2 separate regions of the Rattus norvegicus genome follow, and region 1 is linked to region 2. A link is a contact called in public Hi-C data. All regions are on one chromosome and are shown on one strand. The core of a region is the stretch at or near the end of the contact, and the rest is flanking DNA. Distances in the headings are between cores, read along the strand shown. Region 1 has its middle 86 kb from the start of Nav3. Region 2 overlaps Nav3 (neuron navigator 3).

Region 1 (4,300 bases), core at 1,385-3,884, 170 kb before region 2:
AATCCCATTATTTATTCTTCCTATAGCAATTTCAACACCCAGAATGGAAGGAACCCTGATTTCACAATTTTCAGAGAGAAGAGATACTTAAATCTGATATTTAAATTTCCCTCAAATCCCACTCAAATGTTAGCAAAGAGCTAAACATTATAACAGAGAGAGTGATTGGCATGAGTGAGGTCTATGGTGTGTTGGTCACTGAAATATGAGACACGCATAATTAATAGATAATGGGAAGCAACAACCCAAAGAAGGAAAGGCCAGTGAAACAAGCATGTTCTTCCCTGGGGACCCTGGGATAGCACAGAAATTGGAGACAAAAGAATCATTGGAAAAGTGGACGAGATATAGCTTCAATTCTAAATAGGAAGTTAATCTTCCAGGTCACAACCATGGGAAAATTTTCTCTTAGATTCTGACATAAGTGAACCAGAAGAATTCTAGACCTCGAGATCTCAGGTGTAATGGTGATCTTGAAACATGATCATTGGTTGGTGATTTAGATTTTCAAAGAAGCACATAGAGTTTTCAAGTGCTGGGATGTTGCCTTTTAGCTTTTTGCTCCCTCAATAGAAGCTTTCTTTCTCAAGAAGTCTGGATGTGGGGTGGAAGAGACACCTAGATTTTTACTTTAAAGCCAGTTAAAAAATAATTCAAAAAACAGACTTCATCTGTTCATTCTATGACATAATACTGTAAATCCCATGAAACTGTAAACTTTATTCTACGAACCAGACTGTGAAATCTATTTATTGTGTCTCATTATCATGAACAGATTATTCAGATTACTACACACTCCCAAACACCTAGGAAATGCTTGTAACTTTAACCCCAGACCTTGTAAAGCAGAGGCAGGTGGGTGTCTGTGCATGGAAGGCCAGTCTGGTCTACATTACAAGTTCCAGGACAGCAACGACATTATAGTGAGATAGTGTTAAGAAGGAGAAGATTTCATGTGAGATCAAGTATAAGTGAAAAGTAACTCATTAGAAAAACAAATACTTTTAGTATAGGGGAAACTAAGGATATTGAATAAAAAGGTTTGAAACATGATAATCTAATTCCATAAATTGTGAAGTAGTAAAGTTTGTAAGCTACAATTTAGGAACAGGTTTAGAAGTGGATGAAAAAGCCAAGAGAGAATCATTATTAAGAATAAAAGCTAAGCAAAATGAATCAAGAAGCTTAGACTCCTAATTATTATGCTCCGTGACTTTATATTGAAATATTGTGTGTGCTTTGTATTCTTCTAGCTCTTGATACTCCTATAGAGAAGTTAGACGCGATTCCATGATTCAGATCTATAATAAGGAAAGTTTGGGGGAAAATAAGTGAAAGAATTAGGAAAAAATAGTCAACCCTCCCTTTTTCTGTTAAGAAAATAATAAAAAAAAATGTGTTTCAGTCCTTGGGTGACCTAGAACCTGATAGTAGATAATGCTAGGACCTAGTGTAAAACAAAATACCATTACTGTTCTACCAAAATACAGGGGGCAGGGGAAGGAAAAGAGGAAGAAAAAGAAGAGAAAATGCAAAAGAAGATACCAATAAAATGACTCCCATTATAACATCCTGCTCTACTCTTAGATTAGTGCCTTGCTTAGCCATCATCATGAAACCTTCCTCCTCCAGCAGATAACAAATATAGACATCTCCAGTCGTACACTATTCAGAATGAGAGGCCATGGAACACATAGTCCAACAAGGGACGCCTCCCTCAGGGCTCAGGAAACCCTGTAGAAGAGAAAGCAGAAAGAATATATGACCCAAAGGAGATGGAGGACACCAAGAAAATGAGTCTCTCTTCTGGTCCCACACTGCTTTCAGTCTCGTAAGAAGTCAGGAGATCTGACACAGAAGAGGGGATGAGTGATTTCCAGAGAAACCGAAGACAATTTTTGGTCCTAGGTCAATGAGCTCTGTCTGTGGAGGGAGAAAGAGTACTAAGGAGGATCTTTTGGAGGAAAGAAATGCAGTTACCACTTGGTTAACTGTATTTCATAGATGATCTAATAGACATTTCTTTACGCATCTGTGTTGGGAACGTGGTAGAAGATTATGCTTCTTTAGAACTGGCAATGATTTCTATGATACCCAGTCATGAATACGAGAAAGCAAATTATCTGTAGTCTGTAACCACTCACCAACTTGATTGGCTTCTCTAATTTCACGTTCGTTTCTGTTCACGCTGTGGTTGGAGAATATTACTAGGGAAGGAAAGCAAAAGTAGGAGAGAAAGAAGAATCTGCTTTCCTGTTACAGGAAGTGAAGAGACTGCAGAACTTGCAAGTGAAGTAAAGAATGCAGTTCGCATTGGTCCATTGGAGAAAAATTAAGAAATTAATAGAGAAATGAGTTAGCAGTCTTGTCCTGTGTGAACTGAACCCATTGAAGGGACTGCTGTGCTGCTCTTGTGAAATCCTTCCAGCTTTATTGTATTTTAAAATGTTCCAGGTAGTGTTTTTAATATAAAATTATGTTTTAATTAGAAATAATAGTGTTGAAATGCTGAGCCTGCAGAAACTACAAATGTAGCACAATTGCAGTCAGAATGAAGCCATCAAGGCCAGACTGAAGTACAGAGAGGCCCACCCTGCCGTCAGCAGGAGGGTAAGAGCGTTTTCCTGTGGGAGAAGTCCGAATTGGCTTATGGGAGTATGAGTCAGCAGACAGGAAAGAGTTTGAAAACAAAGTGAAGAGAGGGGAAAAAAAGCCACAAAAATCAAACTCCTAAAATTGTAACGTGTGGATTGGAGCCACGGCAAAAAGCCTGGTGTCTCTGCTCAGCTATGATTTCTTTATCGGGGATTATTAGTGTCTTTTACTCTCCCGAGTTGCCCTTAAGGCCCTGGGCAGGAGTCATATAGTAGGGTTGACGAGGTTTGCCAAAGAGGTCCACAGTGTTGGGATGCTGATATGTAATGAAGAACAGATGGGGCTTCGAGATGCACATTACGATTCTTCAGAAGAGTTGGACTCAGAGAGCATTGCTCCAGAGGAAGGGCCTAGAGACAAGAGGAACTAGGTCAGACTTGTATTGAAGACGTTAAGACATTAGCTTGAGCATTGCAAGGAGCCACTGAATTGGGAAACTAGTGTGATTGGTTTGGGACTTGTTTTTATAAAGGGTTCTCCGGCAATAATATGAAAATAAGCAGAACTATGAAATATGAACAGAGCGATGAGGAAACGTATGATACTGCCATTGGTTAATATCTAAAGTTTCACCAGCAGGGGAGGGGACTGATAGGAGAGACATTAAGGAGGCAACTTAATGCTGCTTAGGGGAAGTGTGAAAGAGGGACAGGGCCTTCATTCCTGTATTTGTGACTGGGTAAACAGAACTGAAGGGTGAAGGACAGTTTGACTTAATGGGGAAAGCAGGAAAAGTAGTTATTCGGGAGATTAAAAAAAAAGTCAGTTTAACCGGAGAGATCCTGAGTCTGTGTGTTGTGAGAACTTCCTTGTGGAAAAATGCAGTGTTTGGTTTAAAGTCTCAGAGAAGCTGGGAGAAAGTCGGCGAGGATATATGGGCCCACGTTTACCTGTGTGGATCGCCAGTAAACATAACATGTATAACCTGGACATAGCTGCAATCACCCCAAGAAGATACCGCAAAGTTCCAGAACATTGCCTGTCATCACCTGACAAATAGAGGTCGCACAGTCGAGAAGAGGAAATACTGCAGTTACATGTATCGTGGAGTCTGCAGAGTTCCGTGGGAAACAGCACAGAAACAAAGCGGCCGTGAGCTGCCCCAAGGACGGGGATGGTTGAGTTTCCTCAGCACCAAACTCGTTGGGAAGTAATAAGTGTTACTGATCTGGTTTTGTCACTTTATTCTTTCTTCTCCTTTTCTTAATTTTGGTTTAGAGAATGAATGAAGACCTTACAGAAGATTATAAGGAAGGAAGGGAGTAAACACAGCTTGACTGATAGACTCTAGACATTTAGAAGGAAGGAAAGACAGACAGTAAAGACACTCTGGAATTTTAATGCCGTTGGAGATTTTGCATGTTGGATATGTAAGTGTGTTTTTATGTGTGAGGGCACATGTGTTTGTGGAGGCTCACAGTTGATGCCAAGTGCCTTAACCTCTCTCCAGTTTTAGTTACTGAGGCAAGATCTCTTGGTGAATCCAAATTTTGCCTTTTCAATTCATCCCTTCCTTCGAAATCCTGGGATGCCAGTTGAGCTGACATCCTGTGCACTTGAACTTCAGTCCTCACTTGCCAATTACTTTATCCACTGACCCATCTTCATAGATTCCTATATTTATTACCTTAGAGATGAAAAAAAT
Region 2 (3,756 bases), core at 426-2,925:
TATTGATGATTAGTGTCTTGGCCAGCACCCTCAACCTAAAACTCTTAATACCCATTCTTTTCTCCATGGGGATAGCAGACGAGGAGTCTCCTGTTTACACTTTGAACGCAGAATCATACCGACCTTCTTCTGGGAATCCAAACAATGGGTGACACTGGTTTTTGTTTGTTTTACTCGTTTTACTAATTTTCTTTCATATCGGTGAGCCAGCATTTTGAAGTCAGTTTTGAGTGCATAAGAATTATGCTACACTGAAGTGTGTATGGTGACATGGACATGTATAGGTTCACGTTTGCGTGCACATGTATGTATGTGCATGTAGAAGCCACAGATAGATGTCAACTGTCTTCCTATGTCACTATCTTCCTTTGTCACTATCGTTCTCCTAGTTTTGTAAAAGGGTACCTTCAATAAACCTGGAGTTCACTGGCAAAGCTATACTCACATAGCTACGCTGGCTGACCCGTGAGACCCCAGAATCCTTTTCTCCCTGATCTTCCTGTCCTGGATTACAGAAACGTCCTGTGTCATGACTTTCTTTTACTTATGTGTTGGCAACACAAACGTAGGTCCTCAAGCTTGCACAGCAAGCATCGTCCGCACAGAGCTGTCTCTCCTGGGCAACACAATCAATTATAAAGACACATTAGAGGCCTGTACCTGACATATATTTTTCTTTGGCCATATCAAGTAATATGTCAAATAAGAACAGAGAACAGTTTCAGCGTAATGGTAGCGCGTAAAGATAAAACATTTTAGGTTTGCTAAGAAGATAATGAAAACCCAACCAAGCCATTTTAGTATTTACGTGTGCAATGGTTTAAAATAATTCCGGACTGCTTTGAAACAACAACTTGAAAGTGGCCTGCGACTGTAGAATAGATATTAAAATGTAATTCATAGATACCACATTCCATTTGATTGTAATAGCGAGGCTTCGTCTTGCGTGATGGACTTTGCTTTTGCAGATGTTTCCCATTACAGCTAATCCTCCCTGGGAGATAGGCAGGGAAGATAAGCATATGATCCCCACATTTGTGAGAAGGAAAATCCAGCTCTCTAGTAAGTGGTGGGGCCGGGAGAGGAGCCCAGTGCTTCTGACTCCAGGCTCCAATCTTTCCACATCTGAAAACCTTCAGTAATTTAACGTTATTGGGGCGGGGGAAGTGGGTAGGCTGAGTGGGAAGGTTAAGAGATGGGGGAAATGCACATCAGTTTAGGTCAGCTTCCCTGTCTCGGGAGAATATTTGCTGCTTGTAGTTTCCATTCCTGCTAAAATGTCTTAGCCTGTGTTGCACGTAGATCGTCATAAGTCGCTTCAGTGACTGGGGAAAAAGTTCATAAAGGAAGATAGTTTTTAAAATAGTTTGGGGACTTGAACCTTTCTGTGTCTAAATTCAGCATGACATAGGATGATGATAAGCCTGTCAGCTTTTCGTTTGTTTGTTTTCCACTTCATGAGATCGTTTTCTTAACTCTTTTGTTAGGGATTCATGTGATATCCTCAGCAATCTGGCAATTATGGTCCATTTAAAATGAAAAATTTTTAAGATGAGATTTGGAGGCTGTTAAGGTGGCCATTAATATGATGACTTTGAAGTCCCGCTGCTCTGTTGTGCTCCTGTGGTTCTTTCATTATGACAGTTGTTTGCCTTCGCAGTGTGACAAAGCCCTCATCTACTGTTGCGATTGTCTTGCAGGCGTGTTCCCCTAGTGCCACCTAGTGGTTCTCTCCAGCTATAGCATGTAGTGAAAGAGAAAAAGGTAGCTGATACATTGATTTTTTTTTTTAAAAATGTATTTGTCAAGGTGACCTTAACAGAGAGAGGTCAGAAGTCACCATGTGTAATGTAATGTTTATATGTATGCATACATATATGTTATATGTATATATGCATATAAACTTCTTCCAAATAGTTTTTGGGCTTTTTTGTAGGTATATTTGTTTGTTTATACAGAACTCATAGATCAAGAAATAATTGAAAATTTCAAGAAAACCTGTGCCTTAATGTCTCTTTTACCCTGAAATGTTCACCATTACTTGCTATCAGCACAAAATGGACTGGGCTGCTGAGGTCTGAGTTCCCTTACTTTTGCTGTGGGTTTATAACACAACAGGCAGGACGTTCTCAACTTGTAACTTTAGCGATTTAAGACTAAGCAAATGAAAAGTGTGGTCTTCTCTCGTGCCAACGGATAATAAATGAAGACCTAAAAGAAGGAAGGAAGGAAGAGCTAGAAAGAAAAGGGAAGAATGTTATTTCTCTCTTGAGAAAATTTACCAATTTTATCTCTAATAATGAGAAGGGCTTAAAACACAGGGATGAATGTTTTGCAACAACATTTGTTGTTGGCTTGTGTTTTCTTGGACATACAAGAAGTATGGTATGTTATTGTGTAGTCTATGAATACAGAAACAAATGTGCCTTCTGTGTTGAGAGGTCCTTAAGTTTTTACAATCTAATTATTTTTAATAATATCTGTGCAAGTATTTAAACAGCAGCCTACTTTAGAAGCCTGTGGAGGCCTCAGGATAGTTTCCTGGCCCCACCATCCACAGCCTGTGAAACAGTAGAACTGGGTCTGTCCAGACAATGTACATCCATGAACGTTCATGCATGGACACTGAGGAGGTTGCTCAGTAGGTAAGAGCACCCAGAGAACCCTGGCTCAATTCCCAGTGCCCTCATGTGTCACACTACTGTCTGAAACTCCAGGTCCAAAGGATCTGACACCCTCATACAAATATAAATGCAGGAAAAACATCAGTGCACATAAAAGTAAATAAATAGTTTCTTCAAGGTTCATACATGTTCTTAGGTGATGGTCTTGGCTCTGAAGAACCCCTGACCTGTGCTAAAGAGTTCTGTTGATCAGATTATCACTAATTGTCAGACCAGAGGCCAAAAATTCTGAGTCAGCCGCCTCCATCCTTTTGAAACTGTGTTTCATCCACGAGACCTTCTTACACATATTTTCTAGCATGTCATTTGTCCCCTGCAGTGTTTTGCCAACTTTACCTTTAATTTAGCTCTGCTATTTGTGTCTATGTCTGAACCAAGAACCAAAATGATTTGTTTTATTTATTTTTTTAAATTTAAATTTTAAATTCTACCTTTTTCCTCTTACCTTCCATTCCAACCTCAGCTCCCCATCCTCTGCTCCACTCCTCCCCGTCTTCTCCCTGTTTCCTCTCGCCCCAGATTCACTTCCGCTCTATTTCCCGAGAGAGAGAGAGAGAGAGAGAGAGAGAGAGAGAGAGAGAGAGAGAGAGAACAGGCCTCTTAGGGATATCAATAGAACACGGTCAACAAATTACAATGATATTAGACACAAACCTTTATATCAAGACTGGACAGGGCAGCCCATAAAGAAGGAAAGGCTCCAATGTGCAGGCAAAGGAGTCAGAGACACCACCCGCTCCCAGTGGTAAGAGTCCCACCAGAACAAGAACAAGAAGCCACATAACTATGGTATGTATGTAGAGGACCTCCCTAAGGCCCATAAAGGTGTAGTAGTGTTGCTTCAGTCTGTCATCCCCTAAGAGCCTGGCTTAGTTGATTCTGTGGGTCTTGTTCTTGTGGTATCCGCCACCTCTGGCTCCTACAACTGTTTCTCTTCCTCTTCTTCTGAGCTTCCCTTCCCCCACACACCCCCTCCAGTGTTTGCCTATAGCTTTCTGGCCCCATCCGCTGTTGGATGATGCCTCTCTGATGACAATCAAACTAGGCACCAGTCTGTGAATATAGCAGAATA

The links. A called contact is a pair of places that touch in the nucleus more often than the background predicts.
Region 1: a Hi-C map of psoas muscle shows a contact between it and region 2, with 5 times the contacts expected there. The contact joins two enhancer-like sites. A contact is called at or near these places in 12 of 12 Hi-C or Micro-C datasets (the A7r5 cell line, the Rat2 cell line, Schwann cells and 7 more) and 1 of 1 datasets of contacts at active chromatin or transcription factors (oligodendrocytes).

What each region holds. Positions count from the first base shown.
Region 1 is chr7:47,362,450-47,366,749 of GRCr8, reverse strand. It overlaps a transcript of Nav3 not described here. Among named protein-coding and RNA genes, the nearest start is that of Nav3, 86 kb to the right of the region's middle. Within about 2 kb of position 2,634, at least 4 of the 93 cell types and tissues checked have an H3K27ac peak or open chromatin away from gene starts, as enhancers often do.
Region 2 is chr7:47,190,505-47,194,260 of GRCr8, reverse strand. The region is part of intron 1 of Nav3 (neuron navigator 3); the gene reads left to right. Among named protein-coding and RNA genes, the nearest start is that of Nav3, 86 kb to the left of the region's middle. Within about 2 kb of position 1,675, at least 8 of the 93 cell types and tissues checked have an H3K27ac peak or open chromatin away from gene starts, as enhancers often do.